Regions from separate parts of the Sus scrofa genome. Here region 2 is linked to region 1. The links are chromatin contacts, called in public Hi-C maps. All regions are on one chromosome and are shown on one strand. Each heading gives the region's core, a stretch centred on a gene start, on an enhancer-like site or on the middle of the called end of the contact. The rest is flanking DNA. Distances are from core to core; before and after follow the strand shown. Region 1 has its middle 130 kb from the start of PFKFB3. Region 2 overlaps LOC106505208.

Evidence for each region. Hi-C and Micro-C count contacts between places; a contact is called where the count stands out from the background.
Region 2: a Hi-C map of liver shows a contact between it and region 1, with 7 times the contacts expected there. The contact joins two enhancer-like sites. A contact is called at or near these places in 2 of 5 promoter capture datasets (fetal liver and fetal skeletal muscle) and 3 of 47 Hi-C or Micro-C datasets (blood and liver).

Annotation. Positions count from the first base shown.
Region 1 is chr10:64,731,335-64,735,787 of Sscrofa11.1, reverse strand. No RefSeq gene overlaps it. Among named protein-coding and RNA genes, the nearest start is that of PFKFB3, 130 kb to the left of the region's middle. Within about 2 kb of position 2,992, at least 23 of the 83 cell types and tissues checked have an H3K27ac peak or open chromatin away from gene starts, as enhancers often do. A contact at or near this core is called in fetal liver and liver, where this site is marked.
Region 2 is chr10:65,346,235-65,350,625 of Sscrofa11.1, reverse strand. All of the region lies in intron 3 of LOC106505208, which reads left to right. Among named protein-coding and RNA genes, the nearest start is that of CALML5, 57 kb to the left of the region's middle. Within about 2 kb of position 1,790, at least 17 of the 83 cell types and tissues checked have an H3K27ac peak or open chromatin away from gene starts, as enhancers often do. A contact at or near this core is called in fetal liver and liver, where this site is marked.

The DNA.
Region 1 (4,453 bases), core at 1,743-4,242:
TGGCAGGACAGTTGCTTGTGAACTTAACTTTGTTTAACCATCAGCTACCTCCATTTGAGTTCTGCCAAGGACCCACAAACTGGGCTTTCTCAGGGCAATGTGTTCAGGGCCACAGCAGAGATATTGCAGCTGCTGCTGAGGTTAAATAGTCTACAAAAAAGAATCCTTGCATAGCAGTCTTTTTATTTATTTATTTATTTATTTATTTTTTTGCTTTTTATGGCACCACCCACAGCATATGGAGGTTCCCAGGCTAGGGGTTGAATTGGAGCTACAGTTGCTGGTCTACGCCACAGCCACACAGGATCCGAGCCACATCTGCGACCTTCACCACAGCTCATGGCAATGCTGGATCCCTAACCCATGGAGGGAGGCAAGGGATTGAACCTCCATCCTCATGGATCCTAGTCGGGTTTGTTAACTGCTGAGCCATGGAGGGAATTCCCAATCTTTTTAAAATTTTGAAATAATTATAGGTTCATGGAAGTTGAGGTCCTTGTGCTCATCACCCAGCTTCCCCACAGGGTAGCATTTCTTCTAAGTTAATACAATGTTGCCACCTGCACACTGTCACTGGTTCACAGAGAATCATGGGCACTTCCCCTGTTTTATATGCATTTGAGTGTCTGTGTGAATAGTTCTATACAGTGTTGCCACATGTGAGAACTCTTGTAACTCCCACTCAAATCAATATACAGACTGATTCGGGCACTGCCAGGCTCCCGCAAGCTGTGCTGCCCTCCATGGCCTCATCCCCCCTCCCCAACCCATCCCTAACCCTCGGCCACCACTAACCCCTCTCCATCTCTGCAAGGTTATTTCAAGCCTGCTCCATCAATGGGCTCTCACAGTGTGTTACCTTCTGGTGGACTTTTTCCACTCGGCATAATTCCTTTGAGGTCCATGGAGTTGTTGATTTATGTATGTTGATGTATCACTAGTATTGTATTACAAGTACTAGTATGTGTAACGAGCACCAGTAGTAATACTAGTACTGCATTACATGTAGTAAGAGTGCATTCCTTTCTGCTGAGGAGTGGAATTCTACCTTGAGCTGGTGCCACAGTTTGACAGTTGGTTTATGCGCCAAAGGACATTAGTGGTGCTTCTTGTTTTTGGCTATTATGAATACAGCTGCTATCTGCATAGGGATATTTTTTTTCTTTTTATGTCCACACCCACGGCATGTGGAAGTTCCCAGGCTAGGGGTCTAATCAGAGCTTCGGCTGCCGGCCTGCACCACAGCCCCAGCAATGCCAGATCTGAGCTGCATCTGTGACCTGTGCCACAGCTCACAGCAACACTGGGTCCTTAACGTATGGAGTGAGGCCAGGGATTGAACCCTCATCCTCAGGGACACTATGGTCAGGTTCTTAATCCACTGAACCACAATAGGAACTCCTGCATAGTAATTTTAAAGCTAAAAAAGGGAGTTTCTGTTGTGGCTCAGTGGTTAACGAACCCGACTAGTATTCACGAGGATGCGGGTTCGATCCCTGGCCTCGCTCAGTGGGTTTAAGGATCTGGCCTTGCTGTGAGCTGTGGTGTAGGTCGAAGAAAGGCTCAGATCTGGTGTTGCTGTGGCTGTGGTGTAGGCTGGCGGCTACAGCTCCTATTGGACCCCTAGCCTGGGAACCTCCATATGCCGCAGGTGTGGCCCTAAAAAGACAAAAGACAAAACAACAACAGCAACAATAAGAAAAAGCTAAAAAAAAGATACCAACCACTTGACCAAAGATTTGCTGAGGACAGGCTGTGTTGGTACACACTTTGCTTCCCTATTACTTGGCAGGTTTGCACGAAGATACCCAAGAAATGTTTCTGCAGTGAGTAGGTAGGTGTGTAGGAGCCGTTTTAAGGGGTCGGGTTGTGGTTAAAATAAAAGATCTAGACTCAGACAGACTAGAGCGTGGGGCCTGACTCTGTCACCCCTTCACTGGCTGACCTAACACAGGCCTCTGTGTTTAAACTGTACAATGGGATAATAACAGGACAGCTCTGGAGAGAATTATATGAAGAAATGCATGGAGCTCCTAGTGCTTTCTCTGTTATACAGTAATTGCCTAATAAACATCCGTTGTGATCATTATTATTTGTCAGTCGATCACGGATTTCTGTAAGATTGTAACACAATAGCCCATAACCTATTTTTAGTTTTATTCTGAAATGCTTTTATCCTTCAAATGAAGACATAGCATTGTACAGCCTATATTTAAGCACATTTAAATCTTGTACTCAAATATATGCAATGTTTAAAAATCTTAAATTCCCTTTTTTTTTTTTGTCTTTTTGTCTTTTTAGGGCTGCCCCTGTGGCATATGGAGGTTCCCAGGCTAGGGGACCAATCAGAGCTGTAGCCACCAGCCCAGCCACAGCCACAGCAACACCAGATCTGAGCCTTTCTTCGACCTACACCACAGCTCACAGCAACCCTGGATCCTTAACCCACCGATCGAGGCCAGGGATCGAACCTGCAACCTCATGGTTCCTAGTTGGATTCTCGAGGCCAGGGATCGAACCTGCAACCTCATGGTTCCTAGTTGGATTCGTTCTGACTGCGCCACAATGGGACTTCTTAAATTCCTTCCTTTTAAAACGGCAATTTTTGCTTAACATCATAATATCATCTTAGGAATGTTAACGGTCAAATATCTAACAGGCATTTGCATATTTGTAGAAATTTGGAAGGTTCCAAATGTTCATCCTGTGCAGCCGTCCAGGGTTTTTATCGGCCCTGGAAAGTGGCATCGGCTTCTGTAAATGTGGGCTGAGCAGACTGGATTTTTGCTTTTCCATCACGCTAGGAATTCCTCGGAATACACAGCAGGTGCTTTGGTTCTTTTCTTCCTTTCTTCTGGGGAAATCTGGCTGCTGTGTCAGCACCCAAGGGCCGAGGAGCTTCCCCCTCTGGCCTGCCTGTGCTCGCAGTCTGTGTGCGGGGGGTCACGTTCAGGGGGAGTGTCCCGCCTGTGACCTCCTGGAATGTCAGCAGAGTCCTGAGTCATGCAGAGCCTCCAGCCAGACGGTCAGAGGCAGTGATTAGAGACTAACCATTAACCAGCTATGGGGGCGGGAACGATTTCCAGCTGTTTGACAAAGGCCCGTGATATTTACTGTCACCTAAGTGACACCAGGGTCCACGGGCATTGACTTACCAAGGTCCGTCTGCAAGGGCGGCCTTGTGCCTGGCAATGTCGGGCTTGTAAAGATGACCTAGACCTTGTGTTGGACCCTGGCAGCATGTCTGGGCTTTGCAGGTGGGTAGAATAGGCAGACAGGGTGGGGGGGGAACAAAGGCTTCCAGAACTTTCCACTGGGTCCACATCACACACTAGCCATGCCTGATGGGTTACCTTCCTGCTGTGCCGTCTTTGCTGCCTCTTTTACCTAAAGTGACCTTCTTTGGAGAAATCCTACCATCTCTCCACGCCCAGTTCCAGTGTGGCTTCCTCTTAACACCTTCCTTCCCTCTGCCAGACTGAATTCTTTATTTTTTTCCCCCTCTGTGGTAACAACCCTTTATTTTATGTAAAGCATATCATTGTATTTTTATTTCTTTTTATGCTTTATGAAGGTGTAATTGACAAATACAATTCTACACATGTATGCTTTTTTTTTTTTTTTTTTTTTTTTAAGGGCTACAGGTGTAGCATATGGAAGTTCCCAGGCTGGGGTTGAATCGGAGCTGCAGCTACCAGCCTACACCACAGCCGCAGCAACACAGGATCTGAGCCACGTCTGTGACCTACACCACAGCTCATGGCAACGCCAGATCCTAAATCCACTGAGAGGGGCCGGGGATTGAACCCAAACCCTCCTGGCTACTAGTCAAGTTGGTTTCTACTGAGCCACAACCGGAACTCCTGTGTTCTACGTATTTAGAGTGCAGTATGATGAATGGACATGCTTATACTTTGCGAAATGATCAGCACATTCAGGCGGATGAATAATACCTTCACCACGTCACCTTGTGGCCTTTTTTGGTTCCGTGGTGAGAATGGTCAAGGTGGACTCCTGGCAGATGTCAAGTACATGATAGTGTCGTTAACTCTAGTTGCCTTGAGGTACATTAGGTCCTCGGGGCTCCTTCCTCTTATGACTGAGCCTTGTATCTTTAACCAACATCTATCTCCCCAACTCCATAGGCCCCCGTTACCACCCGTCTACTTTCTATTTCCATGAGTTTGGCTTTTTGTTGTTGTTGTTTAACTTCCACGTATAAATGAGACCACGCAGCATTTGTCTTTGGCTGATTTCAGTTGGCATAAGGTACCGCAGTTTCATCCATGTGGTTGCAAATGGCAGGATTTCTTTTTACTTTAAATTCTGTGTTTTATTGCTTTGGCTACAAGTTATTAACGAAAGGGATGTTGCCTATAGCTTAAGGTACCCATAATGGGCCACCTCCAGGGCCTCTGCCTCCCACGCCTGACTGTTAGTTAAGCTAAAATAC
Region 2 (4,391 bases), core at 541-3,040, 620 kb before region 1:
AGAAAGGGAATACACACAGACACACACAGACACACATACACACACACACACACACACACCACACATATACACACAGACACGCACAGACACCACACACACACACACACACATATACACAGACACATAAACACATACACACACATTTACATACAGACACATATAAACACACACACATACACACAGACAACACACATATGCACAGACACATATACACACAGACTCACGTACACACATGCACACATACACACAGACACATACACACGTATACACACACACACATACAGACACACACACACATGAATGGGTCACTGCTGTACAGCAGAAATTGGCACAGCATTGTAAGTTAACCATAATTTAAAATTTTTCTAAAAGGCAAATCTTCTCCAAAGACAGAAAGTGGTGGGGTGAGTGAACATCTAGAGAGGAAACGGGCATCTGCCACCCGCTCCCCTTTGGCCTGGGCTGGTATTGCTTCTGTGTGCCCCGTTGTCACTAAGGGACAGCCCCCCCCCAACACCTCTGCTCTCAGTCAGAACAAGGGGCCTTGGGGCTCTTGCCTCCATCTGGCCTGGGAGGGGCCGTGGGGCATCTCGGGTTGCCAGCTGTGTGATCTGGACAAGCCGCTCAACCTCTCTGGACCACAGGGTGGGGGCTCTGCAGGTGGAGGGCTGTGCCCCGAGCCCATCACTCCAGATAAAGTTCTATTTACCAAGAAGGACGTGGCTCCCACGTCACGCATTTACACAAACGTGTGTTCGTGTCTGTGGGTGGCCTACGTGTGGTCAGGAACGTGCACGGTCCAGCGTGGACACTCTGACCAATCACTGCCTGGGCCCCGGGCCAGGTGCCTCCGGGACGAAGGCCCAGGTCCTTGTTGGTGGGGACCCTGCACTCCCGAGCCACAGCCCCTGGTTCTCATGGGCGGTGCAGCTCGGGTGGCCGGGCTGGAGGGGAGAATTCTTGCAGTCATCTCATGTGCTCTGTGCACAGGGTTCGGGTCTCCTTCAGGTGGGTGAAGGAGCCAAAGTTACTGATGAATTTATTTCGCTACGTGCGATCTTTATTCCCGCAATGTGTTGCCTGCTTGCTGTGTCTGGGGTTTGGGAAGCAGAGGACAAGGAAATCCAGCTGAGGCGTGGTCAGGGCCAAGGTCCCGCCAGGCCTGTGGGATGGGGGAGTGGAGGATAAGTGCCCTCCTGCCCGCACCCCCGAGGAGGTGGGCACACCTGCTCCCACCGGGGTCAGGAAACCCTTCCGCTGGAGCAAAGCGGCCTGAACATGAGATTCTGGGTGGGGGCGGGGGCAGGAATGGGGAGTGACCACCAAGCTGAATGTGGCTGCATCTGTGTCCTTTTTCTCCCGCCCTGGGCCGTGGACTTGGTAAGGGCAAGGCTGCCTGGGGGCCTCCCCAGGGCGGGGCTCACCTGGCCGCATGCTCAGAGCGTGCACAGTGCCTCGAGGGCCCCAGGCTAGAGGGGCCCTGTTAGCCCTCTCCCCCTCCCTGTCACGGCCACCTTTGCACTTTGCCGGCCTCTGAACCAGAGTCAGCACAACTTAGGCTGGGTGAGCCGGGCCTGGGGAGGAACAGGAAGGCGAAGGCTTGGCCCCTTCGCAGCCCTGATGCCAGGGAGGGTGGCGCTGGCCTCCCTGCCGGGTGGGTTCACAGGCTTTTCCGCCCACAAAATACAAACTGGTCACTTCGGCTGCGCCCGCCTGCTTAGCTGTGTGAAGAGCCCAAAGTTCAGAGAGATAAAGGCGTTGCCAAGTTCAAGGGGATGACGGATGACGGGACCTCTGAGTCACGCGGCGCCTAACAAACCTTGTTTCAACAAGGACGGAGCGGGAGGCCAGGCCTCCGACACAAGTGAGACGTGGGAAGAGGGAACCGGTGCCGGGCAAGTGGCTCGTTTAAAAGGCAGGGGGTCAACTGCGCCGACAGGACCTGGCCCCTCCTGGTCAGGATCTCAAGCTCCGTCTGAGACGCTGCCACGTGGGTCTGTACTTGGCAGAGACCAGGAGGGGAGGGCTTGGGGCCAGTGGGCGCAGGTGTTTAAGTCTGCGTGCTTGGTTCTCCCGGGTGGGGGGATGGGGAGTTCATGTGCTCATTCACCTGCCTGGACCTGCCGGGCTAAGGGTTTCCTGTGCAGAAGAGTCTGGGAGGGGGTAGGACTGGAGCCCCAGGGACCTCTGGCCACCGCTCTTGCTGGGCGCGTCACATTCATTGTCCCCCTGAGCGGACGGCCTGGCTGAGGCCGCCAGGGAAGGCTACTCTGAACCAGCCTCCAGCTCGGCGTAAGGGACCGACGAGGACTTTGGAGAAGACAGGGGTGCTCAGAGGTTGTGAGGACGTCACCTGCCTGGGAGAGAGTCCGGGGCTCTGACGCTGCCGGGACAGCAGTGCCCAGCACTTAGAATGTTCCAGGCACCGGCACAGCGCACCCCTCAGGCCCCTCACGGCCCTGCGAGGCCAGACCTGCTGCCATGCGCGTCACAGGAGGAGGTGGAGGCAGGGGACAGGCTCGCCCAAGGCCGCAGTGGCCGGTTAGGCTCTTGCCTGTCATGCCCCTGTGCCTCTCACCAGAGGCCAGCGTGTCAATGACTGACACGGATCAGCGTGCCCACCCCACCATGAGCTCGCCAGTGCCCGCTCTTCCTCAGATGTCGTCACCGTCCTGTGACCATGACAAGGGTGAAGAGACCCTCAGGTGAGACCAGACCCACCGCCCACTGCCGCACACTTCCTCCTGGTGCCAGGCCTGGCCCGCACCCCCGTGCCAGACTGGCGGGATGGTGTCCCTTCTCCACACCTGCCCTGGCACAGGCCTCCCCTGCCTCTTGAAAAGCCTCCTCCCAGCCTGTGCTTCCGAGAGGCCAGGGTGGCCGTGGCGGGGAGCTGGGCTCGCCTCCGATCCGGCGGCTTTGGGAGCAGAGGCTTTGTTTCCTCGTTTCTAAACTCCGCGCCGCGGGATTAGCCCAGCGAGCGCGTGTGAAGCAGCGGCGCCCTGGGTCAGTGTGAGGCTCACTCCCCGCTCCTGGCCACATGGCCGTGGCCTCTGTCCCCTCACAGGGACCCCCCCGAGGGCAGGGATTGTCTCTCATCCCCCAGCGCCCAGCCACAGAGGCGATTCTCAGTGCATGGTGACTCCTGGGCTGGAAGGCTCTCCAGGTGAGCGAGGTGGCAGTGACCCTATGAGAAGATATTCCTTCCTAATGACCTGAGCCGGAGCAGGTCTGCTGCCCGCCTCCTCGGTGCCCGCACACTCCCAGGACACACCTGTGCCCACACACAGGCCCCGGCTCGTCCCTCCTGAGCCGTCCTCCACCTGTGCACACGCACGTACCCGGAGAGGCCTCTGTCCCCAGGGGCGTGGACCCCTCTCCCAGATAAGGGCCCACCAAAGACCCCCGGCCCCTCTTCCCGCAGAAACCTGAGCCCCCTGCACAAGCGTACACACGCACCTGCACACGCCCCACCACCTCTGCCTTGGTCTCTGACGTCTGCTCTCCTCCTGGTCTCTCTGTCAACACACAGGCACATTCACTCATGCACACACACACGTGCACATGCCTGCACACGCACACACACACGCCTACTGCTTGCTCTAGAGTATCTCCACGCAGGCTCAGCGTGTACATACGAACCAAGAAAGCCGACCTGCGTGACACACACTGCGTATACGGAAACCCCGACTTAACAAAAATGACAGGAAGCCAGGCCTTATGAAGGCCTCAGGACCTCGTGACCAGGGGGCGGTGGGTGCCCTCTGCATTGCTGTCACTCCCTCAGCCCGGGGCCCCTTCCTCAGCAGCAGACCCCCCAACTTCAAAGGTTTCAAAGGCTCCACAGCTCGGGTAGGATTTACGAATGAACACACAGGAGACAGCCCGCCAGCCCCTACCCTGCGCCCTCCCAGGACGTGCAGAAATCCTCAGAGGGGACAGCTCCTGGGGACACTCGCAGGGACCAGCCCCCCACGGGACAAAGCCCCTGGGGCTGCAGGAAGGCTGCCCCCTGATGCGGCTGCAGGGGAGCAGCTGGGGCGGGGGCTGGGCACAGAGCAAAGGCAGGGCAGGGCCGCGTCTCTCCAGGTCTTCCAAGGGCGAAGCCCCTCGGACTCCCCAGGGGGTCCTCGTGGGGGTGTCTTACCAACCCTGACCTGGGTCTCACGTTGCTGGCACGGGCCAGTCGGAGGTCCAGGTGCTGAGGATGCTGGGGAACCCCCCAAGGGGACCCCCTCCCTCCCAGGCCTTGATTTCATCCGATTTTTATTTTCTGCTTCACCGTCTGTCTTTTGAGTCTCATGTTCCCATACCTGGGAAAGGAGGGGGAAAGAGTCCCAAAAGAGGAAGAGAGAAGTGGGGGGACATGTGTAGAAAGAAAGGGACCCTCG